3 separate regions of the Sus scrofa genome follow, and all the other regions are linked to region 1. A link is a contact called in public Hi-C and promoter capture Hi-C data. All regions are on one chromosome and are shown on one strand. Each heading gives the region's core, a stretch centred on a gene start, on an enhancer-like site or on the middle of the called end of the contact. The rest is flanking DNA. Distances are from core to core; before and after follow the strand shown. Region 1 has its middle 140 kb from the start of NAMPT. Region 2 has its middle 66 kb from the start of PIK3CG. Region 3 overlaps LOC110255500 (a long non-coding RNA gene).

The links. Promoter capture Hi-C pulls out the DNA fragments that hold promoters and counts their contacts. A called contact is a pair of places that touch in the nucleus more often than the background predicts.
Region 2: a Hi-C map of liver shows a contact between it and region 1, with 2.1 times the contacts expected there. The contact joins two enhancer-like sites. A contact is called at or near these places in 2 of 47 Hi-C or Micro-C datasets (both in liver) and 1 of 2 datasets of contacts at active chromatin or transcription factors (skeletal muscle).
Region 3: a contact with region 1 is called in a promoter capture Hi-C map of liver, with 4 times the contacts expected there. The contact joins two enhancer-like sites. A contact is called at or near these places in 1 of 5 promoter capture datasets (liver) and 1 of 47 Hi-C or Micro-C datasets (liver).

Annotation. Positions count from the first base shown.
Region 1 is chr9:106,302,479-106,306,843 of Sscrofa11.1, reverse strand. No RefSeq gene overlaps it. Among named protein-coding and RNA genes, the nearest start is that of NAMPT, 140 kb to the right of the region's middle. Within about 2 kb of position 2,568, at least 13 of the 83 cell types and tissues checked have an H3K27ac peak or open chromatin away from gene starts, as enhancers often do. A contact at or near this core is called in liver, where this site is marked.
Region 2 is chr9:106,636,836-106,641,200 of Sscrofa11.1, reverse strand. No RefSeq gene overlaps it. Among named protein-coding and RNA genes, the nearest start is that of PIK3CG, 66 kb to the left of the region's middle. Within about 2 kb of position 1,945, at least 8 of the 83 cell types and tissues checked have an H3K27ac peak or open chromatin away from gene starts, as enhancers often do. A contact at or near this core is called in liver, where this site is marked.
Region 3 is chr9:106,035,112-106,039,476 of Sscrofa11.1, reverse strand. All of the region lies in intron 1 of LOC110255500 (a long non-coding RNA gene), which reads right to left. Among named protein-coding and RNA genes, the nearest start is that of SYPL1, 52 kb to the right of the region's middle. Within about 2 kb of position 2,271, at least 4 of the 83 cell types and tissues checked have an H3K27ac peak or open chromatin away from gene starts, as enhancers often do. A contact at or near this core is called in liver, where this site is marked.

The sequences.
Region 1 (4,365 bases), core at 1,319-3,818:
TGGACTGTCTTAATTCTTTCTTAAGTTGTGCTGAGGGCAGGACAGCTGGGAATGAGTTGTTTCCTTGTCTAATATTTCTGTGGCAAGATCCTTAAGTACACATAGTCCTCAGGAAAAGAACCAGGGCTGAGGGACTGCAGTGACGAATCTAAATTATTGGAGGATGAGCAAGGCATTTGAACAGCTTAGAGCACATAGAATCACCTGTCAACCAGGAGAGATATGTGCCTGGCACAGTGTCTGTTCCACCAGTGTGTGATTAATACAGGTTTTTTTTTTTTCACGTTCTTTTTTAAAATACTATTTTCTATCATGGTCATCCAGGAAATTGGATATAGTTCCCTGTGCTACACAATAGGATCTCACCAACCATCCATTCTAAATGTAATAGTTTGCATCTACTAACCCCAAACTCCCCATTCATCCCACTCCCTCCCCCCTCCCCCTTGGCAACCACAAGTCTGTTCTCTATGTCTGTGAATCTGTTTCTGCTTGTAGATAGATCCATTTGTGCCATATTTTAGACTCCGCATATAATCAATAACATATGGTATTTGTCCTTTTCTTTCTGACTTACTTCACTTAGTATGAGAATCTCTGGTTACATCCATGTTGCTGCAAATGGCATTATTTCATTCTTTTTATGGTTGAGTAGTATTCCATTGTGTATATGTATATTCCACATCTTCTGAATCCATTCATCTGTCAATGGACATTCAGGTTGTTTCCATGTCTTGGCTATTGTGAATAGTGCTGCCATGAACATATAGGTGCATGTATCTTTTTGAATTATAGTTTTATCTGGATATATGCCCAAGAGTGGGATTGCTGGATCATATGGTAGTTCTATATTTAGTTTTCTGAGGAACTTCCATACTCTTTTCTATATTGGCTGTACCAATTTACATTCCCACCAACAGCAGAGGAGGGTTCCCTTTTCTCCACACCCTCTCCAGCATTCGTTATTTGTAGACGTTCTAATGATGGCCATTCTGACCTGTGTGAAGTGGTACCTCACTGTAATTTTGATTTGCATTGCTCTAATAACTAGTGATGTTGAGCGTCTTTTCATGTGTCTACTGGCCAACTGTATGTCTTCTTTGGAGAAATGTCTATTTAGGTCTTCCGCCCATTTTTCTATTGGGTTATTTGTTGTTGTTGTTGTTGTTGTTCAGTTTTATAAGTTGTTAATATGTGCCATCTTATATGACTATTAGGGATCTCAAGGCTGTGAGCGTTCAGGTAAGAAAGGCAAGGCAAAGAATGAAGGGTAGCTATACCCCTAGACAGATACTCTGAGGTAGGCCACTGGGTGAGACTTAGGAAAGGCTCTTCCAATACACAAAATACAGGTGAAATACACAAAATACACAAAATACAGGTGCAAAATACTGGTGACAATAGCAGCAGATAATCCAAGACACACCTGGACCACATGGTCCCACACCTGCAAACAAGATCAGGCGCTGTCAACACCCATCCCAACTAATGCCTAAAGGGGAGGAAAGCACACTTACTGAAAGCAACAGCAGACTCATGAAAATCCAAGTTATATAACCAGTTAGGCAGAAGCACTTTCATCTTCCAACACAAAGAATGTGACCAGAATACTTATATGGCTTCAATATTACTGTAAGAAGTATTTTCCCTAACTACTCATGGCTTCACTACTCTCGCAGACATCTGGTATAAGCACCCACAGGCGTTCTTTGAACAAGCCGTACTCACGTACTCATCCATTCCTTCCTTTGTGCTGTTAACTTTACCCATAATACCATTCACTCATTCATATATACAGGAACATATTTATTGAATTGTTCACCAATTGCAATTGATTTTTTTTTTCTCTTTAGGGCCACACATGCAGCATATGGAAGTTCCCAGGCTATGGGGTTGAATGGGAGCTACAGCTGCTGGCCTACACCACAGCCACAGCAATGCCAGATCCAAGCCACGTCTTCAACCTATACAACAGTTTGTGGCAACATCGGATCCTTAACCCACTGAGCAAGGCCAGGGATCGAACCCACATCCTCATGGTTACTAGTCATGTTCGTTACTACTGAGCCACAGTGGGAAATCCCTTGATATTTTTTATTGATATATATATACATTTTCAGTATATATATACACTTTTTCAGATTCTTTTCCATTATAGGTTATTACAAGATACTGAATGTTGTTCAACTTATATGATATAGTTCCTTGTGCTATACAGTAGGACCTTGTTGGTTATCTATTTTATATATAGTAGTGTGTATCTATTAATAGCAAACTCCTAATTTATCCCTCCTCCTCTACCCCACTTCCCTTTTTGCTAACCTTAAGTTTGTTTTTTAGGTCTGTGAGTCTATTTCTGTTTTGTAAATACATTCATTTGTACCATTTGTTTAGATGCCACATACGTGTGATATCATATGATATTTGTCTTTCTCTGTCCGACCTTCTCTGTCTGATTTTTTGATTTGCCAGCATATTAGTTGCCAAGTATGTTCTGGGCACTGTGCTAGGTGCTGAGGATATTGTGGTGAAAAAAACAGACATGGACCCTGCCCTCTTGGCAAAGAGAGAGAGACAACAAACCAGAAGTAAACATTTACTCACAGGTTGTGATAAGTGCTAAGAAGAAATGACTGTGCTTGCAGAGAAAACACCAGATGGCACTGGCTGTAGAGAACGTGGTTGGGAGACCTCCCAGTTACCTACCCCGTGAAACGTTTCCTCTCCAGCCCACACTCCCACCTCACTCTGCTCAACACTTTTCTCTGATCCAGAGTCATTTGCTTCTACTTCTGCCCTGACACTTCTCTTTTGCAGTTAGGTGTTTCTCTGTCCAGCCTCTGAGCGCTCAGGCTTTTGGTTCTCTTGGCACAAGGAGGAGAAGGGGGAGCTCATGGAGTTTGGAATCAGAGGACCTGACTCTTAGTCTTGCACATGAGTCATCTCATCTTGTGATTTCAGTCCAGCTTCCTTGGAAGCAGAGCTGGAAGTATAAAGGTTTGTGTACAGGGTGTTTGTTTGGGAAGAAGCCCTGAGTAGTGAAAGTGGGGGATGGAACATAAAGTGGGGAGAGGAAAACGGCTAGCACAAGGATGCACTGTTGAGTTGAGCGACCACTACAGGCTGTGGCCTGCAGACCCTGGGAAGAGCCCTAGGAAATGGGTCTCAGGTAACTGCGGCAAGCTTCTATCTTTTGGCCCAGCCCCCACGGATTAAGTGGTGCCTATAATGAGGACAGAGGCCTTTCTCCTTTCCATTCCTAAATTTCACAATATATGGGCTTCCAGTAGGTGCTTCAGGAGCCCTATCCCCAGCCCCTCACCCGCATCAGAGCCGTTAGAGACAGAGACAGCCCAGGCAGGAAGCGGGAGCGCAGGCCCAAAGCCAGAAACTGTCTAGTTGTGCCTGAGTGAGGCTGGGCAGTGTTTGCAGGTGACTGGAAGATGAGACAGGGTGGAAGGGTTTAAAATTGAGGCTTATCATCTGTAAAACAGGCATGGTAATAACACTGCTTGCCTCTTAGGCACATGAGAGGTGAGTGAGATGTTCTGGGTGGAGATGGTCTGTGATCTGTACACAGCATGCAAATACTGGCCACTACGGCTGTTAAGGTGAACTACTGTTATACCCGCAGGAAAACACCTGGCACACAGTTAAACCAAAACCAGATGCCAGTTGGGTGAATAAGGAAGGGGAATGAAGAAGCAGAAGTGGAGGTATCCCAAGGTCTTTGCCCAAGGTTCCTCCCCATGTAAGATAAGTAGATACATTTCACTCAGTCCAGGTTACTTCCACATTCAATTAGATTTGAATGAAGGAAATGCTAGCAGAAGACATATTTTTAAAGCAGCTTCCTTGAAAAATACACTGGGGCCATACCCTTGGGAAAAGAAGCTGGACAAGCTTTATTTGCCTATGAAATGTAACCCCAGGAATGAGCTTAATTTCCTTTGGCTTCGTCCACTGTCTGACAAAATAGTCAAACAGAATTTGGGTGAGAAATCCTTTGGAACTAGAAGACAGGGTTCACTCTGTCTTAAAAGCTCATAAACCATGGAGACAGCAGGGCAAGGCAAATGGCATTCAGTCACAAGCAATAAAGCAGGCCTAGCATGTGGACATGGTCGGTAGTCACACGTGATAGGTGGATTGAGGTCAGGCAGCACCAACCTGGAAAGGTTTCATTGTGTTACAACTTACTTAGTTTCAATTAGCACTTGCAGACCCTATAATAAGCAGCCTGGACTATGCAGGGAGGGTGGCAGACAAGAAAATGAGCAATGAGAGCACACATCATAAATGCTACCAGGAGAGGTACACAGGGTTGTTAAGGGGTGGAGAGAATGGCTATGAACAAAGGCCACC
Region 2 (4,365 bases), core at 696-3,195, 330 kb before region 1:
TTTCTGGTTCTAATGGTGGATAATGGAAGCTTAATAAGATGATCCAGTTGCTTCAAGTTTGAAACTCAGATTCCTTCCATCTTCGTTCTTCAGTTCTCCTAGCTATCCCAAAGGGGCAGGGTGGGATGTGGTTAATTTGGGCTAAGGTAGTTTCTGTCCCTGCTGGCCTCTGCTGGGTGTGCAGGGCTCTCTCAGGCCCATATGCTCGACTATTTGCTTGACCATTGCCCATCTATCACTCCAGTGCCATGTGGGATGTAGGATTTCTCTATGAAGCTTGCAGACTCTCAGGAAGCATGCATCTCACCAGGAAACCAGGCTCTGGCCCTTCTCCTTAGAGCCTTCCATGGTCTCATCTGGGGTTTCTGTTTGAATATCTAACTTGCTGTTCCCACTGTCCCCTTCAGAACTTGGTACTGGGGATGGAAAGCTGGGGACTTTCTCAGGGACTTACCAGTGTCTGAATTCCAGTCCTATTCACTCTGATTTTTCTCCCCCATTCATTACATTTTTACCTACTTTAAGTCAGCATATGCATTCTTCTTCTATCAGTGGGTTATGGTATAAGGTTCTCTGAATTCATGGGTTTTGGATCTTGATATTTAAAGTTAAGCTCTGGTATTTGCAATTTTTTTAAAAAGGAGAAACTCACTTTTCTTCTCTCAGATGCATGCCCCTTCCAGTAGAAAGCAGACAGTGGTCTTTGCTATAGATTGACCAAAATCTTCCTGGTAGCTTATAACCCATGGCTTTTGTTCTGCCTGGATGGTTCTACCCTGAAGGTGAGCTATTCAGAAGGTGCCCACAGACTGCTGAATGGTGGGTGAAAGGAAAGAATGAGGGGACTTAAATGGCACAGAATTGAGTAATAATTAAAAAATTGCCCCACTACAGTTGGGAAACCATGCATGTTTTCAGAATCTTTGATAAGAGATCACGGTGTTCCCACGAAGCTGGCTAGAAGCAAACTGTGACCTATTCAATTACATTGCTACTTGCCAGGAATTAAGTAATGGTGTTCTTGGAACTGGCGAGTACAGTGTGGTCAGTGTTTATCTAACCCTCTGCTGAAGAGTCTGGCCTTAGCTTCTGGAAGTCTCACGAGGTTATCTAGATGATAATATCTCTAGGATGGAGAGCCATTCATTAGTTCATTCAGGGGCCCAGCGTTAGGGGATAGATTTTATAGATTCCTGTGAAAGGCAGGGCCCGAGCTGTTTGATAACATTTCTCAACTTTCAGAGTAAGAGTCATTTAGGAAGATTGTTTAAAAATGAAGATTCCAAAAAAAAAAAAAAAAAATGGGGGTTAATAGATGCAAACCATTGCCTTTGGAATGGATAAGCAATGAGATCCTGCTGTATAGCACTGGGAACTCTGTCTAGTTACTTATGATGGGGCATGATAATGGGAGAAAAAAAGAATGTGTATATGTATGTGTAACTGGATCACCTTGCTGTACAGTAGAAAACTGACAGAACACTATAACCCAGCTATAATGTAAAAAAATAAAAATCATTATAGATTAAAAAAAAAAATAAAGATTCCTTGAAACTTTGTCCAGATCAACTGATTCCTAGGTCTGGGCTAAGGCTTAGGAATTTACATTTTAACAGGCTTCTTCAGGACTGCACTTTGAGATCAGACTCATAATTGAAGTAGCTAGGACTAAAAATCAAATAATCAGTGACAGTACCACTTAGATCCAGGCCAGGTCTGTATTTAGAGGACCCTGCTCTGGCCCTGTCCATCCTCGTGTGGTGGGGCAATCAGTGGACTCAAGAGGATATGCCACCTGGAGTCGAGGACCAGCCTTCCAGACCTTCATCAAGGTGCCAGGCGCCTGGAATTTTCTGCCACCACTGAGCGGGCTCCCAGGTTTTGCACGGGCTCTTTCCTGGTCTGACCTCCAGGGGGCGTACCCTGTTGTTGACAGCCTTAGGCCTCAGAGGTGGCTGGCCTGGGGACAGCCGTCCCTGGGGATGTGGATGGAGCTTGGCTCTGTGAGCTGTTGTATCTACCAGAGCCAGAGGAAACCCCAAGTGCAGGGTTGGCTGTGGCCAGGAGCTGGCTTTCCCTGTACTGCCACCTGGCATTCTGGGTCCCTTGGAAGGTACATTTATCAGGTAGGAGAACAGAACATGTTTCATTCAGCAGCTCCTTAGCATTGATGATAACGTCTAAATACATAGACGGTTTGTGGGCCTCTATCACATTCTTGTCTTAGAGCCCATGAATGGTAGGGGTGACCCGATCACTGTTTTCAAGTGGTTAATGTCTTAGAATTGATTTCTTCTGATCAAGAAACTGTCCTTTAAGGCAAGCCCCAGGGAAGGACAGATAGAGGAGAAAGGAAGGGGAAGAGTGACCTCCAGGCTTGGCCACACCGAGGGGGCCCAGCAAGGGAGTGGATCAGACCTGCATATCAGGATAAAACTTGATGTGGCCTTTTGCAGGTTGTTTGCTGTCCTTTTCTCTAACAGGTGGGGGGTGGGGGGGCAGTACAATTGTTTGCTGAACTGGCTGATTTCAGCTACCCTTGCAGGGGGAGGGGCAAACCCAAGTTGTCTCATCTCTTTCTCTCCAGGATTCCAGCTTCTCTTGCTGGAATTTGCCCTTTTTCTTGCAGTGAAATAGAGTGTGGAAATGTGAACACTTTCCAGAATGACTTTAAAATATTTTCAGCCACTGTTGGATGTTTAACAAAAAAAAAAAAAAAAAAAAAAAGAAGGAATTCCTGTCATGGCTCAGTGGTTCATGAACCTGACTAGTAACTGTAGGTTGCTCAGTGGGTTAAGGATCTGGCGTTGCAGTGAGCTGTGGTGTAGGTCTCAGATGCAGCTGGGATCTGGCATTGCTGTGGCTCTGGTGTAGGCCGGTGGCTACAGCTCTGATTAGACCCCTAGCCTGGGAACCTCCATATACTGCGGGTACAGCCCTAGAAAAGACCAAAAGGACCTCTTTAGAGTTGGATCCATTATTTCATATGGGATTAACAAAGGAAACTTTGATTTTTTTAAATAGGTTTCACATACACTGGAAGGTGAAAAGACATCATTTCATGACAGTCACTCTTCTTGATACCATATGCCATATACTTTAATGGAAATATTCCTTAAAATACCCAATTACTCTTGTTTTAATTCACTGCTTCTATTAGGTCTGCTATATACTCTTGCCTAGGTTTTACACTGCACAACGACCCCTACCCTAAGAAATGAGTTGGGGGTGAAATCCAGCCCACCTTCCCCTCATCATCATGGGCCTGTATCTACCAGAAAGTAGGATACCCTTTTCTAATCACAAAGAGTCACAGTCTGCTCTTCAAATCACACACCTGCAGGCATAGGTGCATGCAAAAGTGTCCCTATGGGTTGCCATGGTAGTCAAACATTTAAATATGGCATTAGTGTGTTTTTCTAAGAGGACTTCCCTGCCAGAAAGACATGCTCAAGCAAAGAGCAGAGCCTGCTGACTGGTCAGATATACCTTCTTTTATAGATCAAGAAACTAACACTCTGGTTTATAAGTGTATCTCCCTTTGTATGATTAGCCGGGATCAATCTGTCAGAATCTGATCCTCCCTGGGTGAATGGACAAAACTGGATTTCTAGATCAACAAGGCTGAAGATGCAACACTTGTGGTGACTTTTTACAATGTCCCATATCCCAGGCAGCTGCATTGAAATTCTTTGAAATCAGTTGCAGTGCAATAGGTGTTTACCTTGTAGACACGGAGAAAGGAAAACTGACTGGTTTTCCATTTCATATCACTAATGTTGTCACTCCCTGCCTGTATTTTTCTACCCTCTCACTCTGCTTTATTTTTCTTCCTATTACTTATCGCTATCTTACGTTACATATCAATTTGTTTACTTACTCTATGCTTAATAAGTTCCTGCCATGTCTAGAAATACTCAATAAATACTTGTTGAATGAATAAATGAATGACCCATAAAAATGTAACCCTCAACTTTGTAATGTTGCTGCGAGGTATTATAAATTAAGAATAAATGGACTTCCTTGGTGACGCAGCAGCTCAAGGATCTGGCACTGTCACTGCTGTGGCTTGAGTCGCAGCTGTGGTGTGGGTTCGATCCCTGGCCCAGGAACTTCTGCATGCCATGGGCAAAAAGAAAAAGAATAAAGAGAGCAACTTCATGGTCCATCCTAAGTGGACATGAAATCAATCAACACTGGGCTGTTGTGAGAAAGGGTATCTCCTGGGGAGACCTTCAGAGCAACCACAAAGGGTGCCAGGGTTGCACTGTGTGTTAGCAAATAGCAAGAGCCTCTTAGAAGACACTCAGCTGAGAATTTGGTTTCTTCTCCCGCCAACCCCCATCTCCACTGCAGCAAGGAGAA
Region 3 (4,365 bases), core at 1,022-3,521, 270 kb after region 1:
GGATCCGGTGTTATGGCAGCTGCACTTTAGGTTGCAACTGCGGCTTGGATCTTATCCCTGGCCTGAGAACTCCATATGCCATGGGGTAGCCAAAAAAAGGGTCTGAGGATCAATCCTCCTGAGGTGTAGTGGTCCCACTATAACCACTAAGTCAGTTCTGCTCACCAGGGAGCATAATAAAGGCTGATCACCTGTGCCCTAAGCACCCAGAGCAGTTTTAAATTGTGGGAGGGCGACACTGAGACATGTAAGAGAATCAGACAGACCCAAGGGTAACTCCTTGGGGAGCCAGAGTCAGAAGCAGCATACATGCCATCCATCACATTGCCTTTAGAAAATTGTTCAGATCAGACCTCATATCTGCATTAGGCCACCAAGGTAATGATTGGAAACCTTGCCTCAAAGACCACATAGCTCCCATACAGACATCCACCTCTGGGAACACTGGCCGGGTTTATGTATAATACCTATGGGACTGACACTTGTAAGTATTTAACCAAATGGGAAAATCCAACCAAAGGTAACCCGTTCCAGATATGGCCAAATGGGGCACTTTTGATTTATTCAAATTGATTTATTTGCATGCTCAATTAGAAAAAACCAGCTTGTTTGATTTTTACGTCAAACAACCAGAATGGGAGGTATTTACTTGGTGCCTGGAAGCCTCAAAATGAGGAAATAATAAAATGGCCTCACTGTAAGAAGCAAGCCAAGCATTGCTAGAAAGAGTGGCTAAATAAGAAAAAGCCCCAGAAGCCACTGTTTCTCCTCATGCCCCTCCTCCACTAGCCTCTTTCTATCCTCTTCTGAGCTCCCCTGCCCTGACCTTCTCACTCTCTCTCCCTCAACACCAAAAGAAAAATGTACTGTATCCGAGGTGGAAAACGAAAGCAACCCCAAGGTGATAGGTGCTCCCTTAAAGGAGAAGCCCACAAGCCAAGGGGAACCTACCCTTACCTATACCACTTGAACTAGGACAGAACTTAGGAATTTAACTAAGGGTTTTCCAAATGCCTTATAAGACCCTTTAGTGTTTTCTAAAGAATTTGATCTTATAGGAAGAACTTACAAGCCTGGATATTCAGACTTATACCAGTTTGTACATTTACCAGTCTCTGAAAAAAAAGCAAAAGAATGGCTCGAAGAGATAAGTTGGAAGGCACCTATGGAGGGTTTTCACAAGCCTGAGGCTACAGAAATGTAGAGGAATTGCCCACAACTTTTATCAGGCTATCCTGAAAATCTTCCCACAGACTATAGATTGTCAAAGATCCATCAGGGCAAACAGAGGCCAGGAGAAGCTATTTTGTATTATTTAGAAAGACTTGAAAAGACATTCAAACAACATTCTGGCATGGATCCAGTTTCCTGAACTATAAGAATGATCCAGTATTAAATTCCATTTTTCTAGAAGGACTGGATAAAGAATTGGCATGGCTGGAGTTCCCGTCGTGGTGCAGTGGTTAACGAGTCCGACTGGGAACCATGAGGTTGCGGGTTCGGTCCCTGCCCTTGCTCAGTGGGTTAACAATCCGGCGTTGCCGTGAGCTGTGGTGTAGGTTGCAGACGCGGCTCGGATCCCACGTTGCTGTAGCTCTGGCGTAGGCTGGTGGCTACGGCTCCGATTGGACCCCTAGCCTGGGAACCTCCATATGCCTCGGGAGTGGCCCAAAAAAATAGCAAAAAGACAAAAAAAAAAAAAAAAAAAAAAAAAAAAAAGAATTGGCATGGCTAACTAGAAGACATGACTGCACTACACTGACTGGACTACTTCACATCCTAATGTGCTTGTCACTAGTGCTGATAAGCTTTCTAAAACCTTACAGAAAGAGGCAAAAGAAAAAGCTGCCAAAATTATAAATGGGCAGCTACAGCAGTTTGGCAGCCCTCCAAAATTAACCTGCCCAAATGCCAGCCAGGCTTGCAATGACCTCACCTGCTTTTACTGAAAAAAAAAAAAAAAAAAAAACCCTAGACATTTTAAAAGAGACTGCCACCGTTTTAAGCAAGAGTCAGAGCAAGGTAAAATTCAAAAGCAATAGGGGTGCTCTGAGGATTATGAAAGGGTATTTCCCCTCCTCATCAAAAATACCTTAGGAGAAATTGAAATAATGATCAGAGGGGAAATGTCTAAGGTCCTATAGACACTGGCACGGCACTATCTGTTCTTTTTTGTTTGTTTTCCTTTTTTTCTTTTTTTTTTTTTTTTTTTTTAGGGCCGCACCCGAGGCATATGGAAGTTCCCAGGCAAAGGGTCAAACTGGAGCTGTAGCTGTTGGCCTACGCCTCAGTCACAAGCCACTCAGGATCTGAGCCACGTCTGCAAACTACACCACAGCTCACGGCAATGCCAGATCCCCAACCTACTGAGTAAGGCCAGGGATCAAACCCACATCCTCATGGATACTAGTCAGATTCATTTCCTCTGCACCACAACGGGAACTCCCAACATTATCTATTCTTACCCTGACCCTTATTCATTACCCTCTCCCTCAGAATAAATAATCAAATGGTAGGGGTTTCAAATTTTCTTAGGCAGGTTTTTTTAATGCAAATGATTTAAGAATTTTTAAATTGAAGTATAGTTGATTTATAATGTTTCAGGTGTACAGCAAAGCAATTCAGTTTTATATATTTTTTCAGATTCTTTTCCATTATAAGCTATTACAAAATATTGAGTATAGTTCCCTGTGCTGTAAAGTAGGCCCTTGTTGTTTATCTATCTTACATATAATAGTGTGTAACTGTTAATCCCAAATTCCTAATTTATCCCTCCCACCTCCTTTCCTCTTTGGGAACCATAAATTTGTCTTCTATATCTGCGAGTCTATTCCTGTTTTGCAAATAAGATCATTTGTATCATTTTTTTAAGATTCCACATATAAATGATATCATATGGTATTTCTCTCTCTCTCTACATCTCCTAAATGTCCATCAACAAATGAATGGATAAATAAGACGTTTTATACACACACACACACACATGCACATACACAATGGAGTATTACTCAGCCATAAAAAGAATGAAATATTGTCATTTGCAGCAACATGGATCAATCTAGAGATTATCATACTAAGTGAAGTAAGTCTGAGAAAGACAAATATGCTATGCAGGTTTTTAAATCAAAGCCAGTAACTTTTCAGCTAGGAACTATCACAGAAAGCATGTATTCCTTTTGGTGACAATTCACCTGACAGGACCTTTTAGAGGCATATAATGCCCATATTAACTTTTCATCTAAAGGTTAGATGACTTTAGATTTAGAAGATATAAATGAAGACCAGAACATAATTACTGAAAAAATAATGGATATAAAGACAAAAATTCAGACAAATCAAAAGGAAATCAATGATTTACTATTACAAGTGCCTGAGGAATTGTGGCCATTTTCTTCCTCAGATATTGGGAAAATTAAAATGGCTATACTTCTAATAAAGTAACTATCGATAATCCCAAGCCTCCATCTAATATCTGATAATATCCACTCAGACCAGAAGCAATAAATGGAATAAGACCTATTACCCAGGATTTCCTTCAGAAAAGACTTATAATTCCTTACACCAATCCTTGCAATACTTTCAGTTTATTGGTAAGAAGCCAAACAGAAAAGGCTGAACCTGAGAGCTATAGATAATACTGTGATTCCCTGCCACCCTGTGGTTCTTAGGAATTCTCACACTCTGCTCTCAGTCTTCCCAGCAGCCACCATTATTTCTTAGTAACTGATGTGTGTAGTGCATTCCATTCCTTGGCATTCCAGGAGAAAAAGAAAGCCTCTTTACCTTCACATGAGAAGATCATCCATGTACCTGGGCAGTTAGGCCACAAGCCTATATAAAAGCCTTGTTTTTCTCAAATACTTGAAACTGATTTGGCTGATGTACACTTTCCAGGAGCTTTGCTTTAATTCAATATGCAGCTGACTTGTGTTCTAGAAGTGAAGAGATTGCCAAAGAGACACGACTCATCTATCGCAACAATTAGCTTCTAAGAGGCGTAAGGTGTCAAAGACAAAATACAATTAAGCTTAAAACATGTAGGTCACTTTATAGCTCAGGAAGAATTACTGATAGATCTTGAAAGAATTAAGGGAATTCTAGCTTTCTCACTCCCCAAAACACAGCAACAACAGAGAATTTCAAGATCTAACCAGATATTGCAGGATGTTGGGTACCTAGATTTTCCCTCATTGCCCAACCTCTCTATGCGTTACTGAAGTCTGACCAGCCATACTCAATTCAATGGACAACAGAAAGAGAAAAAGGATATAAATGCTTTAAAATGTGCATCAGCAAAGGCTTCAGCATTAGGTGATCTTAACTATAAATTACCATTTTTCCTCTTTGTGTATGAAGAAAGAGGAA